2 separate regions of the Urocitellus parryii genome follow, and region 1 is linked to region 2. The links are chromatin contacts, called in public Hi-C maps. All regions are on one chromosome and are shown on one strand. The core of a region is the stretch at or near the end of the contact, and the rest is flanking DNA. Distances in the headings are between cores, read along the strand shown. Region 1 holds the start of Bod1 (biorientation of chromosomes in cell division 1). Region 2 holds the start of C1H5orf47 (chromosome 1 C5orf47 homolog).

Region 1 (5,798 bases), core at 854-3,353, 290 kb before region 2:
ATTCTCCTTGGACAGGGAAACGGGGGTCTTTTCACTCTAACCTTAACAAACCCTGATAATACAGACTGATCCCTTCAGTTCAAGAATTCAAAACACCTGCCAACATTCTACGTACTACCTATCTCTAGAAAGAGGATACCACCTGTCTGCCCTTCTATTTAATCATATTTTGGAAGCTCTAAAAAGCACACTATAGACATCACTTGTTCACTTTCCTCTAAATATGCCAGCAGTCCGGTGGCCTAAGAATTTGCCTTCCTAACAAGTTCCCAGGTGAAGTTGCTGTTGCTAATCCAAGAATCACACTTTGCAAATCATGGGACTAAAGCACCAAATCTCAGATCAAATCCGCCTGAAAACACGTTATGATCAAGAATGAAAACAACCTGGTAACTCCCACAACTGCAGCTAAGGAGATAAAAGTGGAGAAGGCTCCAATGGCCCTCCCAACACCCTTCTCAATTCTTTGTTGTTTATTTTAAAATCACAGGTTTTGTTTGTTGTTGTTGTTTTGGTACTAGACAGTGAACCTAGGGGCATTTTTACCACTGAGCTATACCCCCAGACTTTAGTTTTTGAGACAGGGTCTTATTAAGTTACTTAGGATCTCACTGTATTTGCTGAAGCTGGCCTTGAATTTACAATCCTCCTGCCTCAGCCTCCTGATTGCCTGGGATTACAGGTGTGTATACCACCTCAACATGTGTACTTTTTGTGTGTGTGTGTAGTTGTAGACGGACAGAATGCCTTTATTTTGTGTATTTTTTTAAAGTGGTGCTGAGGATTGAACCCAGTGCCTCACATATGCTAGGCAAGCCCTCTACCACTGAGGCCCTACATGTGTGTACTTTTAAGACATGAACAGAGAACTTGTGCCAGGATGTTGAGAACAGTCTTGGGAAAGGTGGAAAGCTCTGTAATTGTTTTTCTAATAAAGAAAATTATATATTTTGTTTCAAAGACAGCATTTGCACTGGGGTTCTGGGTTCTTTATCCTGCAAGAGTGTAACAGTACACACCTTTGCCATACATAAACTAGCTGGTTCATGTGTGTTTTCTATGCTGGCAGAAAGGTAGGTGCTGGGGTAGTAACTAACTCTTGTTTTCACATAACTCAGCACATTACAAGCATAAATGCTCAGTGTCTAGACTAGCTCTTCCCTTACCTGTGGGGCCCGATTTTAACCTCACAATCTTGCTATGAGGTAGGCAAGAGATTTCTAAGACAAACTCAAAAAACCACTACTCTGAGCAGCCCAGTCGGTAACAGCCTCCTAGCCCTACCTGCTTAGTCTTGCTAGAATAATTTTGAAGAGAAACTAATCATCCCAGCAACCATTACATGTCTGACACTTAAACACACGTTACTTCGTTAAACTCAAACAACCTGGCACCTATGTAAGTGACGCTTCCTTTTACTGGGCGGGTGGCAAATGACCTTACCAGCTAAAAGAGGCACCAAACCCCTTTTGACCGGTGACGGTCTACAAAGCTCGGGTGCTGCTGCTACAACGTATCTAATCTAACCGCTCACAAGTCTGCACATCGCTGAGCGGAGGAACAGCAGTACCGGCACGCGGGTGGCCGTGCGCTCCGGCGGCCGGCGAGCCGGGCGCGGCTAAGGGAACCGGGGCAGCCCCGCAAGGCCCGGCGTGGGCTCAGGCGGGTCGCACGCGCGCTCCCACCTTGGTGTCCACGTCCGCCAGGCAGTCCCGGCGGAAGCTGTCAAACAGGCCGCGGCTCTTGAGCTGCTCCACGATGAGTGCGATAAGCTGCGGGTCGCCCGGCGGCAGCGAGGCGGGGTTGCTGGGGCCGCCGCTCCCGCCCGCCCCGGCCGCAGCCCCTGCCGAGGCCGGGCCCGCACCGCCGCCGCCCCCCGCGCCCGCGCCGCCGCCGTCCGCCATGCCTGCGCCCCGCGCCCGAGTGCGGCTCCTGCTCTGGGTCTGAGAGCCTGCGTTGTGCACTGGAAGCGGAGAACCCCACGGAGGCAGCGGCGGTGGCGACGGAGGTGGGGACGGCGGCGGCGGAGATGGCGGCGGTGGTGGTGGCGGTGGTGGAGGAGGCGGCGGCAGGTCGGGAGGCGGCGGGGGCAGAAACCGCCCGCTTGGCCTCTGGCGCGCTGCTGATGGCGTCACCGGTGACCATTGCATTGTGGGACAGCTGGTTTTCCCGCGGCCTTCCCCGGCTGTTTTTATAGGTAGAGGCCTGGCCGGTGTAAACTACAACTCCCGGCAGGCTTCGGGCCCGCTCGCGCTCATGGGGCAGCATGGGAGTTGTAGGCTCCGCCCGCCCGCTGCACCACACCTGCTGGTCATAAGAGTCCTCTGCTGGGCTTATGATTGTGATTCAGTATTTCTTGATAGGTGCCTAGGAATCTGTGCTTTTGACCTTCACTCCAGCGTCATCCTTGAACAATATAATGTGGAAAATAATGGATTAGTGATATGTTACGATTCAAAAAATTGTGTGTCCCCCTTCTGATTTTAATAGTAATGCATACCCATTTTATAAAATCGAAGAATAACAGAAAAATGTGAAAAGTAGAATAAAAGTCGCCCTTAAGTCTCTCTTAATTCTTCAAAATATTAAATACTTTAAATATTGCTGGTAAGACACTAATAATGAGTATCTGGAATGTGCAGGCATGAAGCTGTATACTTTTAGTGAGAAACTGATGTGACTATTTTTGAGAAACCAGCTTCTACCTCAAGGCCTGTCCAGAGGGAGAGGGCATAGGACTTCTTGTCCTTGGAAAAACCCACAGAACTGCTCCTAGGCACATACCCACCCTGCTCAGTTGTTTAACTAGAGGGATCTGGGGTGCCAAGTGTCCCTGACTCAATTGGGCTAGGTGAGGACCCATAGCAACCATCAATCAGCATGAGACAGGGAAAATATGGAAATGCCAGGTGACCCTCCCAGTAGTTTCAGTGATTGATAATGAAGCCAGATTTAAAATTAGGTAGTCAGTGTAGTTAGGTAAATTGAGTCTAATATGGAGTGAAATCTAAAATGGAGGCCATGTTGAGAATGAATTTCCGGAAAAGCTGAGGAATGTTGATGAAGCCCAGGAAACAGCCCCCAACAGATTTGGAGATAGCCCATCCCAAAGAAATGTTAATGAACAGCAAACTTGACAGCAAAAGTGCCCAGATTACTTCTTTGGCCCACCTGTGTCCCAACCCTTCCTACCTACGTTCCATCACCAAAAACTATAAAAAGGGGAAGGGATTCCACCCTGTCCTTTAATAAACTTCTAATTTTCCACTCTGACCTTGCCTCAGCGTGCTTCTCTGGTGTTATTTTTCAACATTGGGGAAGCAAGGACTCGTCACTGGTAACAATAACATGATTAGGCAACCCTGCAGTTTAGTGTATACATTCTTGCAACTCCTCCAGGCCTAAACCAATCAATTCAAATGTATCCACCACTTGAACTAACCAATCACCCTTACCCAACTTGTTCCCGCCAGTGAATTTGCTAATCCATGTTAAGAGTTGTTGTTTGATTTTCCCGCGGTATGAAATGATTTGCTGTGTGATGTTGTGACACATAGAGTATCCCCCCAAAACCTATAAATCCTCACCGAACTAAGGGTTGTAAGAGACCAGCGAAGCGTCGGAGGAAGAGACCACCAAGAGACCACTCATGCAATTGGCAGAAGGGGATTTATTGATCCAGCATGCTGGGGCTCCGTGCCCACTCAAGAAGGGAGAGCAGCCCAGAGCCCCGGGCAGGGGTTGAGCAGTGCTTAAGTACACTTTTTGGGGAGTGCAGGGACTTTACACACATCACAGTCTCCTTTAACAAATCACCATACACTCAGGTTTTGGGTGTAGCGGAGGGACTTAACAATACCTGGTCCTTCACTTTTTAACTCAGGCCTTGCAGCTTAGAAACTTTACAATGCCCGGTCTTTTACACTTTAACTTCAATTTCTTTTAGTCTTACAGGGTCAGGACACACTCCTCAGGACCGCTGCTTCAGAAACGGTTGTGAGTCCAGGCTCGAGCTTGCAATAAAGACCCTTGTGTGATTGCATCACATTCGGTTCCTGGAGGTCTATTGGGGTCCCACGAATCTGGCATTACATCAGCACACTGCTTCACAGGTATCCGAAAGGAGGTACTAGGTTTCTGGGTTTTTTCACAGATGCAGAAATAGAGGCTCAGGAGAGTTCCTTACCCTCATCATATACCTAGAAGTGAAAGAATAGGATTTGAACCCAGGTTTCCTGAGTTCAGATTCTGCATGTTTAACCAAAAACATACTACATCCCCAGAGCTAGGTAGTGAAGCAAGAACAAAGTGTAGGCAGTGGAGATAGAAGGGGGTGGGGAAGGTGGAAGCTGATTTAAAGGAAATGGAACCTTAATATCTTCAGGACACATCCCCCAGTGGACGAAGTCACCTACCTCTGGGGTATTGAAATGCTAATACCTCCAGAGCCCTTCCCCCAGCTCAACCTGTTGTCAGGTGACCTGCTTCCAGGGAATTGTTTCTCCCAACTCGGGTGGCTAAAGAGCTTCCTGGGCTGCTCCCTTGGGGCCTGAACCCCTGGGCAGCTTCATTCCTGCCCTTGGCCCACCTTTTGTTCAGGAGTAAATTTTGGTCTTGGGCAGGATGGAGGAGGAGAGGCCATGAGAACAAAGAAATTCTAAAATATATAAAAGGAGCAGGACACCTTTACTTCATCGGTTACCATCTCTGGGTCCCCTTCTTCCTCCTGGAACAAGTCTGTTTCCATCCTTTAAATAAAACTTGCTTTCTATGCTTGCCTCAGCATTTCTGAGTGTTCAATCCTGACACCTGGGGAAATGGAACTTGGCCCTGATTGAGTCTCATCAGCGGTGTATCAGTATTACAATAGGCAAAACACCATGTCCTGTTTTTGATAGCCACAATTCCACTATCCCTCTCTGCCTTTCTTTCTTTCGTATATTATTGGCTCAATTCTTTCTCCCAATCAGTAAATTAAATCTACTGTTGTTACAAGAGCAACAGAGGGGATGTAAATGATAAATTCTGCAATCTCCTTGGCTCCTGGTGAAGCCAGATTTAAAGTTAGGTAATCAGTGTAGTTAGGTAAATCAGGTCTAATATCGAGTGAAATCTAAAATGGAGGCCATGTTGAGAATGAATTTCCGGAAAAGTTGAACAACTCTCGGAATGTTAATGAAGCCCAGGAAACAGCCCCCCAACAGATTTGGAGATAGCCCATCCCAAAGAAATGTTAATGAACAGCAAACTTGGCTTGGAAGTGCCCAGATTACTTCTTTGACCCACCTGTGTCCTTCCCACCTACATTCCATCAACAAAAACTATAGAAAGTGGAACACATTCGCCCTTCAAGGGATTCCACCTCTTGGGTCCCCTTCTTCCTCCAGGAGAAGTCTTTTCTACTGTCCTTTAATAAACTTCTAATTTTCTGTAAGGGGTCCGGCGGAGCATCGGAGAAAGAGACCACACAAGGGACTTACTTCATGCAATTGGCAAAAGGGGATTTATTAATTCAGCATGCTGAGGTTCCAGGCTCACTCAGGAAGATAGAGCAGCCCAGAGCCCAGAGCAGAGGTCAAGTGGAGCTTAAGTACACTTTTTGGAGAGGGTGGGGGGCTTTGCATACATCAGAACAAATCATCATGAGGCACGGGAAAATTGAACAACAACTCTGAGTCAGGATTAGTACATACATTGGCGGGAACAATCTGGGCAAGGGTGATTGGTCATTTCTAAGCGGGGTACAAATTTAAATTGATTGGTTTTGGAGCCTAGATGCTTACGTGCCATGCTACCTA
Region 2 (5,484 bases), core at 1,908-4,407:
GAATGTCGAGCCACTGAGGTGGTGAGACCCAGAGGGGGCCACTAGGGGGCCACCATCACAGGGAGAGGAAGGCTTGAGGTGACTGAGCAAGACCTACCCAGGCATCGTGGTTCTGGGAGCGGAAGCCACAGGCTAAGATGGCGAGCAGTGAGATGTGTGTTCAGAGCTTCTGCCCAGTTTCAAGTCAGGTTGGTCTTTGTGGAATTTTTGCGTGTTGGCTTTGCTAACTGAGTTGTCTGAGTTCCTTATACATTTTGGATATTGACCCTTTATCAGACGTGTGGTTTGCAGACCTCTTCCCCCATCCTGTAAGTAGGGTGTCCCTTCTGATTGTCTCTTTTAGTCTGACATAATCTCTTGTCTATTTTTGCTTTTATTGCTGGCCTTTCTGAGGTCTTATCCAAAATACCTTTTCCAGATATTGTATATCAAAAATATGTACAATTATTATAAGTCAATCAAAAATAAAATGAGCCAGGCTGTAGCGCACGCCTATAATCCAAATGGCTCAGGAGGCTGAGACCAGAGGATCATGAGTTCAAAGCCAACCTCAGCAACAGTGAGGCATTAAGCAACTCAGTGAGACCCTGTCTCTAAATAAAATATAAAACAGGGCTAGGGATGTGGCTCAGTGGTTGAGTGCCCCTGAGTTCAATCCCTGTTACCCTCCCCCTACAAAAAAAGAAACTCAAAAAAATTTCAAGAAGAGTTCAGATGGTTTCATGGGGCTGGAGGGACAAAGCAAGTTCAAGGCTAGCCAAAGAGGGCCCTAGTAAACACTCTAGCACCTGAAGAGCTATGTTCTAAGTAAGGATAAAAACTAAACAAGATTCACACTCACTTCAGTAAAGACTGAACCCAGCAATAAATCACTTTGATTCCAGACAGGATTCAGGTAAACTCCCCTACATTAACTGCCTGCCAGAAACACATACATTCCCTGTGGAGTAAGACATTATCATATGGAGCCTCAAATAATCTCTATCATTTTTATGACTTAATATTTGATAAAAAAATTCCCCAGGAATTTAAAATCCAATGACCAAAAACCAAGAAAATATTTTCCCATCATCATAATGGTATTGAAAATAACTCTGATTGATATGTAGTAGAAAAAACTCTGAAGAAATTCTGGATAAAATTCACGAGAATAGAAATGGAAATTCTAGAAATGAAAAATACAGCTGGAATTAAGAATTTAATAAAGGGAGCTCATGTGGATCTGGCTTCTGTTACTGTTAAAACGCCTAAAATCATCAACTTAGAAAGACAAGAGGGTTGTTTTGGTCCATAGTTTTAAAGGTTTCCATCCAAGGTCAGGGGTCACACTGCTTTTGGACCTGTGGTGGGGAAGAGTGGAGTGGAGTCACCCACCCTAGGCTGGGATGTGATGATGAGAAAGGGGCTGGGCCCACCGTTCTTCCAGAACACACCCCCAATTACAGAAAACCCTGCACTGGCCACACCTCCCAGAGGTTCGGCCACCTCCCAAGGACATCTTACTGGGGACCAAGACTTTAACACTAGGGCCTTTCGGAAAGGTCCAGACCCAAACTCTAGCAGGGCTTATTAACAGATTAGATAGTTTTGAAGAAGAGACTAGTTAACTGGTGCACAACCAGTAGAAAATAACCAGACCCTAGCGGTGAGTGGAACAAGCACAGACGCCTCGCAGAGGGGCGTGAGAGATACACAAAGCAGAGTGTCAAGACCGAATGTGTGTAGCAGGACCTTAGAAGAGGAGAGAGCAAAGCAGCAATGGGTAACCAAGCAACGGCCTAGAACTGGGCAGCTCCAACAAAGGGTTTCCGAAGCACCATAAAGCCCAAGCAGAGCAATGCCAAGAAAACCTCTTCCAGCCCATCACAGTGACACCTCCAAAAGCAGAGGCACAAGGTTAATCTGCAAAAGAGGCAGAGAGAGAAAAAAGATGCCTGACCTGAAACAGGTAGTGCTGAGTCCTCAACAGAAACAGATGGTCCCCGACTGAACATTCTTCCATGTAGAATTCTTCAACTTTATAATGGTGCAAACTCAACAGATGGCCGGCGGAAACCACTCTGAATTCTGGTCTTCTCTTGCCCCAGCCGTGTGAGGTGTGGACCACGCATGGTCAGGATGAACTGCCGTGCTCCAGGGCACAGTGTGTTGCTGGGCCATGATGCCTGGTGGTCCAGATGACAGGATTAAGTGCTTTTTTGACTTAAGATATTTTCAACATATAATGGGTTTAACGGGGTGTAAGGGTAACCCCATCATGAGTCAAGAGACATCTTTACCAGAAACCAGAAAATCGTAGCTTCAAGGTGTTGAAAGAAAATAATGGCTACCTTGGATTCAATGTGCAGCAAAACATTCTTTAAAAATTCAGTTAAAAATATGTATTAGATAAAATCTAAGCTAACTCATCACCAGTAGGATCATACTAAAGTGAAAACTAAGGTGGCGTTCGAGTCAGCTTTGGTCACAATGACAAATATCTGGGGTGAACAACTTAAAATGAAGAGTTTTTTTGCCTCCTGGGTACAGAGGTTTCAGTCTGTGGTCCCCGGACCATCGCTTTGGGGCCTGTGGTAAGGCAGAACATCACGTGGGGAGTCTGTGATGAAGCTGAGCTGCTCACCTCAGGTGTCCAGGAAGCAGAGCAAGCAAGAGGAGTTAGGGTCCATTATCCTCTTCTAGGGCACGCCCCTAGGACCAGACCGCCTTCCCTGAGGCCCCATTTCTTAAAGGCCTCACCCCTAACAGTGCCACTGGCTGGCAAGCAAGCCTTTAGTACAGAAGCCTTTGGGAGCATTAAGGTGGCTCTTCAGGCACAGGGAAAATGACCCCACTGGAAAGCGTGGACAGGTGAAAGGCACTGTGAGGGGTGAGAGGTCAGTGAACCCAGGCGAATGCTGGCCATATGAAGTGATAGCCTTTCTGCCCCACTCCCTCCTACCCCTGCAATGATCTTGCCTTGCTCGCCCAATGGTTCCGCCCCCCAGCATTGGCCCCGCCCACCTGTGCAGCACTCTGAGGCCCAACACAGAGGAACCCCCTCTGCTTTCCACCCCCAGCGGCCCCGCCCCAGCCCTGCAGTGACCCCGCCCACTCCCCCACAGAGGACCGCCCTCCCCTGCCTACCCCCACCCCCGGGCCGCGCGACGGAGTAAGATGGCGCCAGCGGGCCGCGGGGAGCGGCGGGCTCCAGCGCGCTTCGTCTACGTGACCCGCTTCGGCTCGCACCAGTGTGGCTGCGTGTTGCAGCTAGGTGGTCCTCGGGCTTCCGGCCGCGGATGGTCAAGGCCCGAGACCCGCGGCGGCCCAAAAGAGCCGCGGGAGGCGGCGGCGGGGTCCCTGAGCGGCGGCGAGCTGCCCGCGGGTCTCGGGCGCAGGGTCCCCGCCGGCCGGGCCGGCAGCTCCCGGCTTCGGGCGTCTAATGCGCCAGGCCGCCACGGCCCTGCAGGTGGCTTGGCGGGAGCGCGCGGGCGGGCGGGCGGGCTCCTTGGCGCCGCCACGTGCCGTGGCGGTCATTTCCTGTCAGCGCGGCGGTCACTTCCTGTCCCTGCTGCTGCGAGCCATTTTGCCAGGCATCCGCCCCTCAGCCTCCTGCCAGTTCCCCTGTCCCCCGTCCTGTGGGTCCTTCGCCTCCCCGGCGGTCCTGCGGGCCGACTGCTCGCTCTGTCCACTCACTTCCCCGCCGTGGTTCTGTCAGCCAGCGCGCGGTGACCCTCGTGTCGGCCCTCCTGGCAGCCAGCCTTCCTGTGGCTTAGCTCTGCCGGTCACTCGCCCGTCAGCCAGCCCTCGCGGCAACCATCCCTCGGGTCCCCATCCCCGGGTGACTCAGTGGCTCGGTCGGTCTGGAACCCGCAAGGCCGCCGGCAGGGGTCTGGGCCCGCGGTGCCGCCCTGCGCCACAGGCGCGCCCCTGGCCCCTACTTTTTGGAGATATGCTGTCCCCTCCTCTTGACGAGTTACCTCGTATTCAGTCTGTTTTAAAAAGCTACAATTTTGATTAACTGATAGATATTTTGTTTTTAGTCTCTTCATCATTAGTTTCAGCACACCTGTATTTCTTTTCCTCTTATTTCCTTAGGGTTTCTTTGTTCTTTTAATGGATTTTTTTTTAAGTAGGAGATTTCAGTGATAGTGAATTTTTAAAATCACTATTTAAATATTTCCCTTAGATTCTAATATATATTGTTTCCATTGTCACTTTTTAAAAGTATCCATTAAATACTTATACCTCACTCTCCGTGGGGAATAAAGATGAATTATTTATCCATCCAGTAGCATTGTTTTAGCATCTATCACACTGTGGTGGGCACTTGGCTAGTGACAAAGATGGGTCATATATTCTGCACTTGAAGGACTTATACGTGAATTATGAGGATTTATGCTAGTAGCTGTGAGTGCTGGCAGAGGGATCTCAACCAGGCTTTGATAATCAAGTTCAAAGAAAGAAGAGGCATAGAGGCAGAAAATCAAGGCAACTGAATAGAAAAGTTTCTAATGGGACAATAGAAATCCTCAGGCTTTGAAGTCAGAAGACAACCTTGGCTTTGTCTTTTATTAGTAGGGTAATACTGGTTGTGTTTGTAACTACTCTGATCCACAATTTTTGTATCTGTAAAATGCAGTTAATATTTCCTACCTAAGTGAAATAATGCATGACAAATGCCTGGCACACAATAAATGCCCTGACTATGTGGACACATAGAGCAGAGAAAGCTAGAAGGCAACAGGTGACTAGTCCAGTGTCTAGTATATGGTAGGTACATACCCATATTTATTGCATAAATGAAAAATAAGTTTTGGATCAGATTGTGGAATGTTTGTCATTTTATCATCATTAAAGATTTTTGCATGATGGAGTAAAGTTATCAGGGACAAATTTATTTCTGGAAGATAAATCTGTTAACTGTAAGATATACAGGAGTTCAGAGATCCAGGAACAGTGAGATCAGGCAATCTTCTAACATTTTTTTTTTCTTTTCTTTTTTTTGGAACCAGGAACTGAACCCAGGTGTAACCTCTGAGCTACTTTTATAATTTATTTTTATTTTGAGGCAGGGTTTCATTAAATTGCTTAGGGCCTCACCAAGTTGCTATAGCTACCTTTGAACTTGTGATCCTCCTGCCATAGCCTCCCAAGTCACTGAGATTACAGGTGTGTGCCACGGCACCTGGCCTAACATTCCAGAGAAGATTAATAAATCAGGCTGGCTTCTTGTCTACACAAAGTTTGGGAGATATATCCATAAGTTATAAATAATAGAGGATTGAATTCTATTGTGGAAGTGCTATACTATTTTGGAAGTGCTGAATAACTTGGGGGTGAGAGAATCAAGGACAGCTTCATGGTGGTGGAAGTTCCTTATGATATCCATGTGGAGCTGAGATAGGGGCAAAGGACACTTGGGAGGAAATGTGGACAAGTTATTGAATATGAATCAGCAATGGGCAGTAATTAGGTAAAACTTTAAATACAGTTTGGATGGAG

The links. A called contact is a pair of places that touch in the nucleus more often than the background predicts.
Region 1: a contact with region 2 is called in a Hi-C map of muscle, with 4 times the contacts expected there. The contact joins the promoter of Bod1 here to the promoter of C1H5orf47 in region 2. A contact is called at or near these places in 2 of 2 Hi-C or Micro-C datasets (liver and muscle).

The regions. Positions count from the first base shown.
Region 1 is chr1:163,027,771-163,033,568 of mUroPar1.hap1, reverse strand. Bod1 (biorientation of chromosomes in cell division 1) reads right to left here and starts at 2,103. Exons shown (of 4, transcript XM_026414800.2): 1 at 1,686-2,103. The coding sequence starts at 1,904.
Region 2 is chr1:162,735,934-162,741,417 of mUroPar1.hap1, reverse strand. C1H5orf47 (chromosome 1 C5orf47 homolog) reads left to right here and starts at 3,157. Exons shown (of 6, transcript XM_026414796.2): 1 at 3,157-3,448; 2 at 3,756-3,869. The coding sequence starts at 3,157.